Regions from separate parts of the Xenopus tropicalis genome. Here region 2 is linked to region 1. Evidence: chromatin contacts called from public Hi-C data. All regions are on one chromosome and are shown on one strand. The core of a region is the stretch at or near the end of the contact, and the rest is flanking DNA. Distances in the headings are between cores, read along the strand shown. Region 1 overlaps msx1 (msh homeobox 1). Region 2 has its middle 21 kb from the start of stx18.

What was found. A called contact is a pair of places that touch in the nucleus more often than the background predicts.
Region 2: a contact with region 1 is called in a Hi-C map of gastrula embryo, with 1.8 times the contacts expected there. The contact joins two enhancer-like sites. A contact is called at or near these places in 2 of 5 Hi-C or Micro-C datasets (gastrula embryo and neurula embryo).

What each region holds. Positions count from the first base shown.
Region 1 is chr1:25,963,577-25,970,343 of UCB_Xtro_10.0, reverse strand. msx1 (msh homeobox 1) reads left to right here. Exons shown (of 2, transcript NM_001037252.1): 2 at 1-1,111. The coding sequence ends at 394. Among named protein-coding and RNA genes, the nearest start is that of msx1, 5.4 kb to the left of the region's middle. Within about 2 kb of position 3,158, at least 3 of the 11 cell types and tissues checked have an H3K27ac peak or open chromatin away from gene starts, as enhancers often do. A contact at or near this core is called in gastrula embryo, where this site is marked.
Region 2 is chr1:26,143,145-26,149,911 of UCB_Xtro_10.0, reverse strand. No RefSeq gene overlaps it. Among named protein-coding and RNA genes, the nearest start is that of stx18, 21 kb to the left of the region's middle. Within about 2 kb of position 3,046, at least 1 of the 11 cell types and tissues checked has an H3K27ac peak or open chromatin away from gene starts, as enhancers often do. A contact at or near this core is called in gastrula embryo, where this site is marked.

The sequences.
Region 1 (6,767 bases), core at 1,909-4,408:
AAAGCACAAAACCAACAGAAAGCCCAGGACCCCCTTCACTACATCCCAGCTGCTGGCCCTGGAGAGGAAATTCAGGCAGAAGCAGTATCTGTCCATAGCCGAGAGGGCAGAGTTCTCCAGCTCCCTCAACCTCACAGAGACCCAAGTGAAGATCTGGTTCCAGAACAGGAGAGCCAAAGCCAAAAGACTCCAAGAAGCAGAGTTGGAAAAGCTCAAAATGGCTGCCAAACCCATGCTCCCCCCTGCATTTGGTATCTCCTTTCCTCTTGGGACTCCAGTACCCACAGCCTCCTTGTATGGGACCTCCAACCCTTTCCAGAGGCCGGCTCTGCCAGTGTCTCCTATGGGACTTTACACAGCCCATGTTGGATACAGCATGTATCATCTCTCCTAAGACTTGGTCGCACTCCATTGGGACTATGGGCAAGAAGACTTGAGTGAATTTTCTGTGCACCCCTATATTTTTTCACTATTTATGAGTTCCTAGGGAATTGAATTGTAGAAATACTATGTCACTTCAATATGCCTATTGTTGTCATCTTGTTAGCTGTGTCTAATTAGTAGTCCATGAGTTTCAGGTGTCAACCAGCTTCCCAAGCCCTAATTGGGCAGCCTTAGTGCTATCCCAGAACCGAGGGAATATCTGTAACATTGAAAGCATCCACTGCTTCAGGAGTTATCCCAGATTGCATGGAAAGGCTTCCCAGCAAAGGTGGTGAGCAGTGTAAATATATTATAATATGGTACAAGCAGGATTGGGAGCTTAATCGATTTGCTGCAGAAGGGATCAGTAGTCCCCTGACCCAAACTGGGGTAAGGATAAATAGCTTAATTTGGGGTGGGACCTGCTGCTGTGTAACTTTAGGTTTGGGGAGCTTGGCACCTCCACAGAATGACAAGATTGATAAAGGGAGTAAAATATCTCTTACATATAAGAGATACATGTAATATAGTATTGAAACTTTCACTTAACAGCACTGTCTGTTTGCGTTTCGTTATTGCAATAATCCCTTTGGAAGGGATTGTATGTAATATGTAATATATTGTATATTTGAAATTTATTATCATTTATATTATAGTTATATTTGTTAAATAAATTAATTTTAATGCATTTCGTTCGGATTCAAACGTTTGTGTTTTTTATCACCTCGCACCAGCACACATATAGATATTATATGCGATTTGTTTGAATTTCTTTTTTAACAGTTAGCGAACCAAAACTCATAGACTGGGCACACAAACAGCTCTTTGGTTTATACGCAGATAAACAGAATAAGGAAATTGGACACAATATATATTTATTCACTGTATATCGAAGCAGTTCCTATAAGTAATGGTATATCAATTAACGATATCTGTGACGATATCTTTTTCAGCTATTTTATATCTGGAAGGGATTACATAGAGCTGGAGTAGTTATACACAACTACACTATATATGAACTTTATATATCTACTTAACGAATTCGATTGAAATATTATGTGTATACAAACATATTGTTTAGATATTAGTATTAAATATAGCGATTGCGTTTTACAGGACGAAATAGAAAGACAAAATACGAATATATAAAAGACAAGGACAGAGACTTTTTTTTTTTATTTTTTTTGGGTAATAATAATTTCTAACAAATAATAAGCAACACGATTTAGTAGCAGTTGATCAGAAAAGAAGAGGAAAATAATTTTGCCTAGAAACACTTATGTATTGTTCGAGTCGTTTCAGATCATAGGAAATTGTATTAAAAAAACGACTTTGCTTAAGGCATAATGAAAAAAAAGAAATGTTTTGAGGCCAGGGAGAGAGATCTGACCATGACAACCCCAGTCTGATTTAGGTTGGCGCCTGCAGAGCTAAAACTGGGCCCCAAATTCTCCAAAAGTGGAGTTTGCAGCCTTGTGGTTTTAATCACCTCTGATGATGCAGTTAAAGCTGTCAGAATCCCCCCCAGAGAAAATAACAGGAGGCTTCTAAGCCTGGACTTTAGGGAGCCAAGTTCTTGTAAGATACCAGAGACGCCAGCATAATAGGAGTTAATGCTGCTGTCTATTCCACTCTGCTGAATCAGGCAAGGGAAGGGGGGGGGGGGGGGGGTAAATAGTTTCAGGACCCTGGGAAATAGAAGGAAAATACAGAACACAGTTACACGCCATGTACATAGCAACACACACAGCACCGACGCAACAGTTTCAAAAACAGTTTTAGGAATAATTCATACATATATACAGTTAATACAACATTGGCAGCGGATTTAAAGAGATCTCTTGATGTAATTGCTATTAAAAGATGTATTTGTTGTCAGCGTCAGACTCTTGCAACAAAGTAGCAGATCGCCTCTCCTGGTCAACGTTAATCAGCTGACTTCTGCTACATTGTTCAGGAGTCAGAGCCAGCAATGCAGTGGGTAGAAACAGTCAACCATATGTTGCATTTAATAGCAGTTACACTTATAAATGTATATTGGAAAGTCGCTTAGGATTTTTTATTTATTATGCGCAACACAAGCCTCCGGAACAGTAAATACTTTATACGCAAAAGAAGTGTCTATTTTTTCATTTTTTTGTACAACAGCCTTTCTCTGTAACACGCACTATTCCCAGACCCCGACTCAGTGTAACCGACCCATAGAAGGGTACAGTGTAACTATAAAGGATGGAATTGTTTCCAGTGAATACATAGCATTTCGTGACTCTGTATGTGCTGAAGTTGCGCCAGAATGTGCCCGTTGCAGGGGCTCCATGGGAAAGATGCGAGGGGCCCCAATCTGGCCGGTGACGTTGCTGGGAGTTTGGAGCAGAGACAAAGTAATTGCTGTAATGAGTCAGGCTGCTGCAGACAGAGCGACAGGCTCCAGTGTGGCTGTAGCTGGGGGCAAAGCGGAACTGCTCCCATCATCCCAGTAATATCAATAACTCGGCACCCAGGGGCCACTTCTCCCTGGGAACACAAACCGCGGTGGCCACTGGTTTAACAGCAGATCTTTTCTCCCGGCTAATGACTGCGCTGCCGACACTCGCCTCCCCATCAGCAGCCTGTTTGTGTGTCTGTTTGTGTTGGTGTAAGTGGCTCCCAAAACAAACACACTGATAGCCAGGCTCTAGGGGCCACAGCCCTGTATGGGTGTCTCCTCTGCCCGCTGTCTGGGGCTTCTCCCGGGCTGCAGATTGCATCTCCTACCAAATACTGACTTGGGAGAGACCCAGGGGAGGATCAAAAGACAGAAGTCAAAGGAGGGTCCCCAGGCCAGAAACTGCTTTTATGTATTGTTTGTGCTTGTCACACACCTTTCTCCTGTCCCTACACCGGCTGGGGGCTAAACATCAAAACTTCTCTGTTTCCCCCAAAATTAATATTTCAAGTATAAATGTATTATATTAAAGCGCCAATAAAATAATTTGTCATATCCACATAAATACAAACTCTCACACATTCAGGATTATACTAACCCCCTGACAAACTCACACAAATATAAATACTCACAAACACACTGCCCCGTATAAAACTCACTAAAAGACATACACACACACACATACACACACACACACATATACACACATATACACACATATAAAGACATACACATACATATACACACATACACATATAGACACATATAAAGACATACACACACATATAAATACACATATAAAGACATAAACACAAATATATATATAGACATATAGACACCTATAAAGACACACATACACACACACACACAGACACACATATAGACAAATATAAAGACACACACACACACACACACACATACACACACACACATACACACACACACACATATAAAGACATACACACACACACACACACACACACATATACACACATACATACACACACACACACACACACAGACACACATATAGACACATATAAAGACACACACACACACACATATATACACACACGCACAAAGACACACATATAGACAAATATAAAGACAAACACATAGACACATATAAAGACATACACACACACACATATATACACACACATATACACACATACATACACACACACACACAGACACACATATAGACAAATATAAAGACATACACACACACATAGACACATATAAAGACATACACACACACACACACATATATACACACGCACAAAGACACACATATAGACAAATATAAAGACATACACACACACATAGACACATATAAAGACATACACACACACACACACATATATACACACGCACAAAGACACACATATAGACAAATATAAAGACACACACATAGACACATATAAAGACATACACACACACACATATATACACACACACACAAAGACACACATATAGACAAATATAAAGACACACACATAGACACATATAAAGACATACACACACACATATATACACACACATATACACACATACATACACACATACGTACACACACACACACAGACACACATATAGACAAATATAAAGACATACACACACACACACACACATACACACATACATACACACATATATACACACACGCACAAAGACACACATATAGACAAATATAAAGACACACACATAGACACATATAAAGACACACACACACACACATATATACACACATACATACACACATATATACACACACGCACAAAGACACACATATAGACAAATATAAAGACATACACACACACACACATATACACACACACGCACAAAGACACACATATAGACAAATATAAAGACACACACATAGACACATATAAAGACACACACACACACATATATACACACATACACGGTAATACTCACACACATACCTAAACTCACACAAAGGCAGACACACACTTACATACACTCAGTGTGATGCTAAAGGACACACATATACAAAGAGACAATCACACATGATATGAGAATGATTATATATGGCTGAGAGTCGCTGACCCTGTGGAGCTGCAGCTGCTGGCCTTGGTGCCAGTGGAAGGGTGGGGTAGCCCCTGGGCTACAAGTCCCCGGTTGCTCAATTACCCCCAGATGAGGACAATTAATAAATAGGCGCTGACAATAAGTTGGGGATCACACGGTTGAGCGCTCCATCTCAATAGGGAAAGGCTCACACAAGGGAGCAGAAGGGGGGCCCGGCCGGCTCTATAGAGGGGGGGGGGGGCTGCCTTTTCTCTCTGTTCCTGCCTCAGGCTCCGCACAAAATAAAAACTCACTTTTGTCTCCTTTTGTTGTGTCAGGGAACTCACGGTAGTTGCAAGTGAGAATGGGGGGAGTTTGCCTTTTAACTTGTGGGTGATGGCGCCAGCCTGCCAGTGGGATAGGGAATGACCAGAGACCCCCATGCCCCCCCCCTTCCAATCACTGCTTCTCCCAGGGGAAAGTTACTGCACACTGGCACTGAGACACAGAGAGAGTATAGGGGCACCCCCAGCCCCTCGGATGGGCACCGGAATCCCTTGTGGAATCTATTCTAGAATTCTCAGCACCAAAAACAAGATTTCCATCTCCAGTATAAACACAGAGCCTGTTATATCTGATTCAAGGGGACTGTTAGATCTCATTGGCACAAGTACAAGGGGGCTGTTAGATCTCATTGGCACAAGTACAAGGGGGCTGTTAGATCTCATTGGCACAAGTACAAGGGGGCTGTTAGATCTCATTGGCACAAGTACAAGGGGGCTGTTGGATCTCATTGGCACAAGTACAAGGGGGCTGTTAGATCTCATTGGCACAAGTACAAGGGGGCTGTTAGATCTCATTGGCACAAGTACAAGGGGGCTGTTAGATCTCATTGGCACAAGTACAAGGGGGCTGTTAGATCTCATTGGCACAAGTACAAGGGGGCTGTTAGATCTCATTGGCACAAGTACAAGGGGGCTGTTAGATCTCATTGGCACAAGTACAAGGGGGCTGTTAGATCTCATTGGCACAAGTACAAGGGGGCTGTTAGATCTCATTGGCACAAGTACAAGGGGGCTGTTAGATCTCATTGGCACAAGTACAAGGGGGCTGTTAGATCTCATTGGCACAAGTACAAGGGGGCTGTTAGATCTCATTGGCACAAGTACAAGGGGGCTGTTAGATCTCATTGGCACAAGTACAAGGGGGCTGTTGGATCTCATTGGCACAAGTACAAGGGGGCTGTTGGATCTCATTGGCACAAGTACAAGGGGGCTGTTAGATCTCATTGGCACAAGTACAAGGTGGCTGTTGGATCTCATTGACACAATACAAGGGGGCTGTTAGAGCCTATCTGCACAACCACAAGGGGGCTATTAAATCTAATTGGCACAATCGCAAGGGGACTGATAGATCTTATGGCAACAACTACAAGGGGGTGATAGCACTTGTGGCTATAAATTCAATGGGGGTCGATGGATCTTTTGCCACAGCTACAAGGTGGCTGATAGATCATATGGCCACAACTACATTGGGGGCTGATATATTATATGGCCACAACTACATTGGGGGCTGATATATTATATGGCCACAACTACATTGGGGGCTGATATATTATATGGCCACAACTACATTGGGGGCTGATATATTATATGGCCACAACTACATTGGGGGCTGATATATTATATGGCCACAACTACATTGGGGCTGATAGATCATATGGCCACAACTACATTGGGGCTGATAGATCATATGGCCACGGTTAGTATGGGATAAAGGGCAACACAGCAAAATATTCTTAGCTCCATTCACCTCTCCCAGTACTCAGGATAAACATTAGTGCCATACATTTTACTGGGGGTACTATATCTTAAGGCTACAAGCA
Region 2 (6,767 bases), core at 1,797-4,296, 180 kb before region 1:
CAGTTTCGCTAAAAATTTGGCAAATGGCAAAATTTTGCAGTTCCTGGCGAAAAAATGTACCCATCACTAGCCCTGGCATTTCAAGTACACAGAGGTGAAAGTACACCACTATTTGGTAAATACACTTCTAAAAATCCTATAGGAATGAATAGAACATGGGTGAGTATTTATGTTTTTTTTTTTTAATTTAAGATTTTTATTGATTTTATAGAGAAAAAGAAGACAATTAACAGGTCGCTATACACGGAGGCATTCACATATACAGTTTTTCATCTTATATACCGTATTTTTCGCCCTATAAGACGCTCCGGAATATAAGACGCACCCAATTTTAAAGGAGGAAAATCTAGAAAAAAAAGATTCTGAACCAAATACTGTAGTAAAATATTTTATATCAACTGTATAAAGTTAATTGTCTCTGGGCTCGCACATAATGAGGCTTCCCCCAGGGCCCCCCCCCCAAGCATCCTTCAGCTTCCCCCAGGCCCCCCCCCCCAAGTATCCTCCAGCGTCCCCCAGGGCCTCGCATCCTCCAGCTCCCCCACGGCACCCCCAGCATTCTTCAGCTTCCCCCAGGGCCCCCAAGCACCTTCCATTTCCCCGTGATGTCTTCCTCTCTGTGCCGCGGCTCCCAGCTGCTTCTGTGCTTTTATAAGGTTGCGCCCTGTGCGCGTGACGTCAGTACGCACGGGCGCAACCTTATAAAAGCGAGGATGCGGCAGAGAGCCGCGGTACAGAGAGGAAGACAGTTCGCCGTATAAGACGCACCAACTTTTCCCCCCCAGTTTTGGGGAAGAAAAAGTGCGTCTTATATGGCGAAAAATATGGTATATCGTAACCTTAATACATATTGAATCAGTAACATTGTGCGTATCCGCTTTTGCTGTTTAAGTTATTTCTCATTTTTATTGGGTTCGGTAGATTGCATAGTGAGAGTTAGTATATTAGATGGGGTAGAGATAAAGTATGGGCTGGGTGGGAATAGAAGGAGTAAAGAAGTGGTGAGTATTTATGTTTTAAGCGCTAAACTCGCATTTTAAGAAATCTGCCCCTAAGACTGTGAAAGTGCTGACTGCCGCTATAAGTAATCACAGCTGTCACATGTAGGTGACAACTAGGCTTCTGTCCATTCCATCCCCTTAGCAGACAGTTAATTGCTGTGTGATCACTGTCTGATCACTAAAACTGCTTTGTGATCACTGTGTGATCCATAATTCTGAGTAGCAATCACTCTCTGGTGACATTTTAGGGTAGTGTCACGCTGATTGACTTCCTAGCAGCACTAAGGCACAAAATCATGTGCATCCCTGGCTATACCATGAGAGTCTTTAGGATTTAGCTTAAAACATTTTGCATAAAAGAACTTGCAGTCGGATAATCTCATCTTTGTATTCCCATCTCTCTCTGATATTACAGTAAAGATATTGGATGGCCACGGAGCAGCTGATCACAAACAATAGGGAGACACCTTATGACAACACTGTGTTTGTATATTATTGTTTATACAGGTATGGGACTCATTATCCAGAATGCTTGGGACCTGGGGTTTTCCGGATAAGGGGTCTTTCTGTAATTCAGATCTCCTACCTTAAGTTTATTGAAAAAATTATTTAAACAGTAATTAAACCCAATATGATTGTTTTGGCTCCAATAAGAATTCATTATATCTTAGTTGGGATCAAGTACAGGTACTGTTTTATTATTACAGAGAAAAGGGAATCATTTAACCATTAAATAAACCCAATAGGATTGTTCTGCCCCCCAATAAGGGGTAATTATATCTTAGTTGGGATCAAGTACAGGTACTGTTTTATTATTACAGACAAAAGGGAATCATTTAACCATTAAATAAACCCAATAGGGCTGTTCTGCCCCCAATAAGGGGTAATGATATCTTAGTTGGGATCAAGTACAGGTACTGTTTTATTATTTCAGACAAAAGGGAATCATTTAACCATTAAATAAACCCAATAGGATTGTTCTGCCCCCCAATAAGGGGTAATTATATCTTAGTTGGGATCAAGTACAGGTACTGTTTTATTATTACAGACAAAAGGGAATCATTTAACCATTAAATAAACCCAATAGGGCTGTTCTGCCCCCAATAAGGGGTAATTATATCTTAGTTGGGATCAAGTACAGGTACTGTTTTATTATTACAGAGAAAAGGGAATCATTTAACCATTAAATAAACCCCATAAGGACTGTTCTGCCCCCCAATAAGGGGTAATTATATCTTAGTTGGGATCAAGTACAGGTACTGTTTTATTATTACAGAGAAAAGGGAATCATTTAACCATTAAATAAACCCAATAGGACTGTTCTGCCCCTAATAAGGGGTAATTATATCTTAGTTGAGATCAAGTACAGGTACTGTTTTATTATTACAGAGAAAAGGGAATCATTTAACCATTAAATAAACCCAATAGGACTGTTCTGCCCCCAATAAGGGGTAATTATATCTTAGTTGGGATCAAGTACAGGTACTGTTTTATTATTACAGAGAAAAGGGAATCATTTAACCATTAAATAAACCCAATAGGACTGTTCTGCCCCCAATAAGGGGTAATTATATCTTAGTTGGGATCAAGTACAGGTACTGTTTTATTATTACAGAGAAAAGGGAATCATTTAACCATTAAATAAACCCAATAGGGCTGTTCTGCCCCCAATAAGGGGTAATTATATCTTAGTTGGGATCAAGTACAGGTACTGTGTTATTATTACAGAGAAAAAGGAAATCATTTTTAAAAATGTGAATTATTTGATTAAAATGGAGTCTATGGGAGATGTACTTTCCGTATTTCGGAACATTCTGGATAATGGTCTCCGGATAAGGTGTACGACCTTTCCCTCTGTTATTTATAACGTGGTATCAAAATAAAGATTTTAATTGAATTTTGGACTAACGCAAAACCTTGTTTTCCTTGAAGAGAACCATAAAAATGGGTCATGTGGATGCAATAAACAGTACAAAGGTGATCCCTGAGGCCAAAACTGAAAACATCCCTAGTCTTTCATGTGCAAAATACCCCCCTTAGTTAAGGTGCTAAGAAAGAATAGATCACATGATACCCTGACTCTTTGCCTGCTGTCCTTCTGACAATATTTACTAACCCTGGCTTCCCTTTTTTATTCCTCTGCCAGACTAATATGAGCTGCCTCTTTCTTATTGAAATGATTCCATAAAAACCCAGCCCACGGACTGACACTCAGCCACAAAGAAGAGTCACAGAGAGTCCTATGGACAAAACCCAGGGTATAGTAGTTACTGCCCACAGCACCAGCAGTGGTAAATAACTTTTTAATTATTTAGGGGAGAGCCATCTGTACAGTGACAGAAGTGTCCTGAATGCCGCAACTAATGGTTACAAAAAGAAAGGGAAAAAAAAGTAATTAAAGGAGAAGGAAAGGCTAAATCACTGGGGGGTTGCCGGGAAAAAAGCCAGCATTTTTGTAAAGTTCAGCTTTTCACTTCACTGCACATGTGCGACGACCAAAGGAAGAAAAAGGGGCGCTCGCTTGCGTACACCCCGGCCAGTGCAGTTTTCTCCTAACAGGAGCACCGGCTGGGGGTTTCAGGTAAGCGATTACAATGACTGAGGGGTGGCTAACATTTTGGCACCCCCCACCGATTGTAACGTTCCTTCACCTTTAACAGAAAGAAATCAATGTGAAATTTAATAATTGACACAGGTGTGGGACCTGTTATCCAGAATGCTCAGGACCTAGGATAAGGGGTCTTTCGGTAATTTGGATCTCCATACCTTAAGTCTGCTGGAAACCATATATAAACATACATTAAACCCAATAGGATCTCCTGTGGTCCATTGCCCTTAAATCACATGCAGAACCCCTATAACCAAAGCAGGCCATACACCTTTAGAACCCTTTATTTGGCGTGGTCTCTAAACAAACAGATCTTTGGCTAATATGGGCACCTATGTGCTGGGTCACATTGGGTTGGTCTGATAGTTTGGCCAATGCAGGCCATTGGGGGAGGACTTTATCAGTGCCCAATGCAGTCCTCACACCTGCCTGATAGATACCTGATTGATATTTAGCCAGATATCTGTCGGGGAGGGCAGGTAAGCTGCCAACTCAAAATCGGTCAAAATGGCAGCAGGGTTGCCAATGGCTGTTATTTTAATGGCCAACCAGTAAATATTAGATTTGATCCCAATGTTATGAATATGCAGTACTAACAAAATCTAACTTGCCTTGGTAGTAATCCTTGTTAAATATTTATTGGGGAATTTTCATGATTTCATAATTTCATATTATTTATTGAATTTGTATACTAAGCCATAGAGCACTGCATTATGGCAAAGGATAAGTTCTCATATTCTAACATTATACTCAGCATGATGAAGGATAATTGAAAGTGAGGTTCACAAATATTTTGCATAATGTATAAAAGAGAGCCTATAGCAGTAGTGGTCTGGAAAGTGGGTGTGGTCACATCCAGTGGTTGGGATTATGATGGAAGGAAGATGTCTGTACATATAAAGCAGTAGTGGTGTATTGTGGTGTTGTATGAATATGGCCGCACTGGCTAGCAGGTGCTGTTTTGTATATTATTAGGGACCAAACAATCAGCACTAGAGCAGAGGGACACAAGCCCAAGGGGGATTGGAGAGATCTTTCAGCCTAACAATAGAGCAGGTGCTGGCTGTGGCCTGCACTGATGGTGCTTGCAGATTTGTATGGTAAATCCCAGGGCAATTTTTCTATATAGGCACCTGAGGGCCTGTTCCTATGGGCAAAACCAAATACACAAGGACATGGCTGCAGTGAGTAATTTTGGGGCACTGTACAAGTAATTTGCCTGCCCCGCACACCCATCCTCCCCCTACCACAGCACAGTACCAAAGGTTTTAGATCAGGTCAGGCTACAGGTGCTTACTGACCCAAAAGAGTTCCACTGCCCTAAACATAGCAGCAGCAGCCCAGTCCTGATGTTCGGATTGAGCTCTATGGCAGTCCACTAAACCTTCACACCAGTCAATTGCAGGCACTTTTTCATGTGTCCTACATGTGGGGAGTCAAAATGGGTGCTGGTTGGACCAATAAGATTCAGCCTTCAGAGAAGCTGAATTAAAACGGTCCAGGTCCATCCTGCTCTTAGTGCACAGCAGAGCCTAACTGGCAATGTAAATTTCAGCACTCATTTGCTCCTACACATGTCCCACTGCCCTGACCCACCTGGTAACCAGACATACCTATGGCCAGAGTCCATTCACCTGAATGTCCCAGAAGCATACAGAAGTCCAGAGAAATATGAATTAATACAAACCTGTATCTTGTGTAATGGCATTTCTGTGCCTATTATTGTTATTTCATGGAATCCGCAAAATGTGGGGTTAGACTGGCAGTTTCAGTGGTAAGTCAGCGTATCTAATGCATAATTATTAAAACAAAATTTGTATGTGACTTAAAATTTTAATGGGATTATATTAAATGAATGGGTTAAGGAGGGGAATCTAGGAGTCCAAACTTAATTGGAATTATGTGATGGGGAATGAATAACTGGCGAGACAGGTGTCTTTTTTGAAACTCTAATAACTATGTAAAAGTGACTGTTCAGAGTTGACTCAGGAGTAATAGGATTTCTACCTTCCTTTGAGGTATTTGCCTGATTGTTACTCCACAACCTGATAGTGGCGCCCAATGCTAATATAACCACCCAACTACTCCCAGACAGCTTTCTTAATATGATGCTGGGTGTAAATAACTACTTTTTTATTTAAAGGGCTTTTCATAAAAGGGACAAGGGTTTGCCCTAGTCCTGTAACCCATAGCAACTCATAGTAACTCAAGTCAACTTTTAATACTATGTAGGCAGCACTATTCCAAGACAGCAATTGGTCCTCATTCTTTGTCATTTTTGAATTACAGCTTATTTTTATTTTGTTTCTGCTGGAATTGGGACTGCTGATTGGTTGCTAGAGCCAAATCACCCTAGCAACCAGACTTCAGTTTAAAAGATGAATACAAAAGGGCCTGAAAATAAAAGAAGAAATAAAAAAAGAATTAAAATAAAATGTAAGCCTTTTGTTTTTTTGTTACCAAGGTCAGTGACCCCAACAATCGGATGGCATTTTCAGTTGGAAAATAGGTTGGAAAGAAGACCAATAGACCTATAATGACCTGCAGGAGAAGATGAGTGCCTTGCAGTGATGGGGTCCTGAGTTCAGTTCTGGCCTGGGCGCTATCTGCAACAAGTTTGCATGTTCTCTCCACATCTGTGTGGGTTTACGCCGGGCCCAGATTGGCAATCTATGGATTCTGGCAAATACCAAAGGGGCTGCTGTAAGATTGACACTCACTATTTATTGGACTGGCAGGGGGCTGTTTTGGGCCTCTGTGTACTTGAAATGCCTATTTTGAATCCCATACAGTCCTGGTTTCCTCAGGGTTCTTTGGTTCCCACCCACACTCCAAAACCAAACACAGCAGGTTAACTGGCTCCTGAAAAAAAATAACCATAGTGAATGGGATAGGGACCTTAGATTTGGACAATGGATAATGTGAATATGTTTGCTCTATATATATAACAAAAAATAATAACAAAAAGGCAAACATGTTAAGTTAAATTCATTTTATACGCACATTTATGGATGCTACTGGTGAATGTACTCTTGCACAGGGGGGTAGCTTTCATATCAGGTGTAGATCCCTTTAATGACTCCATGCCATCTGTATGGATCTGTATGGAGACTGTTGAGGGTGTTTTGCAAATAATGAGGGACTATGTTCTTCTCCCT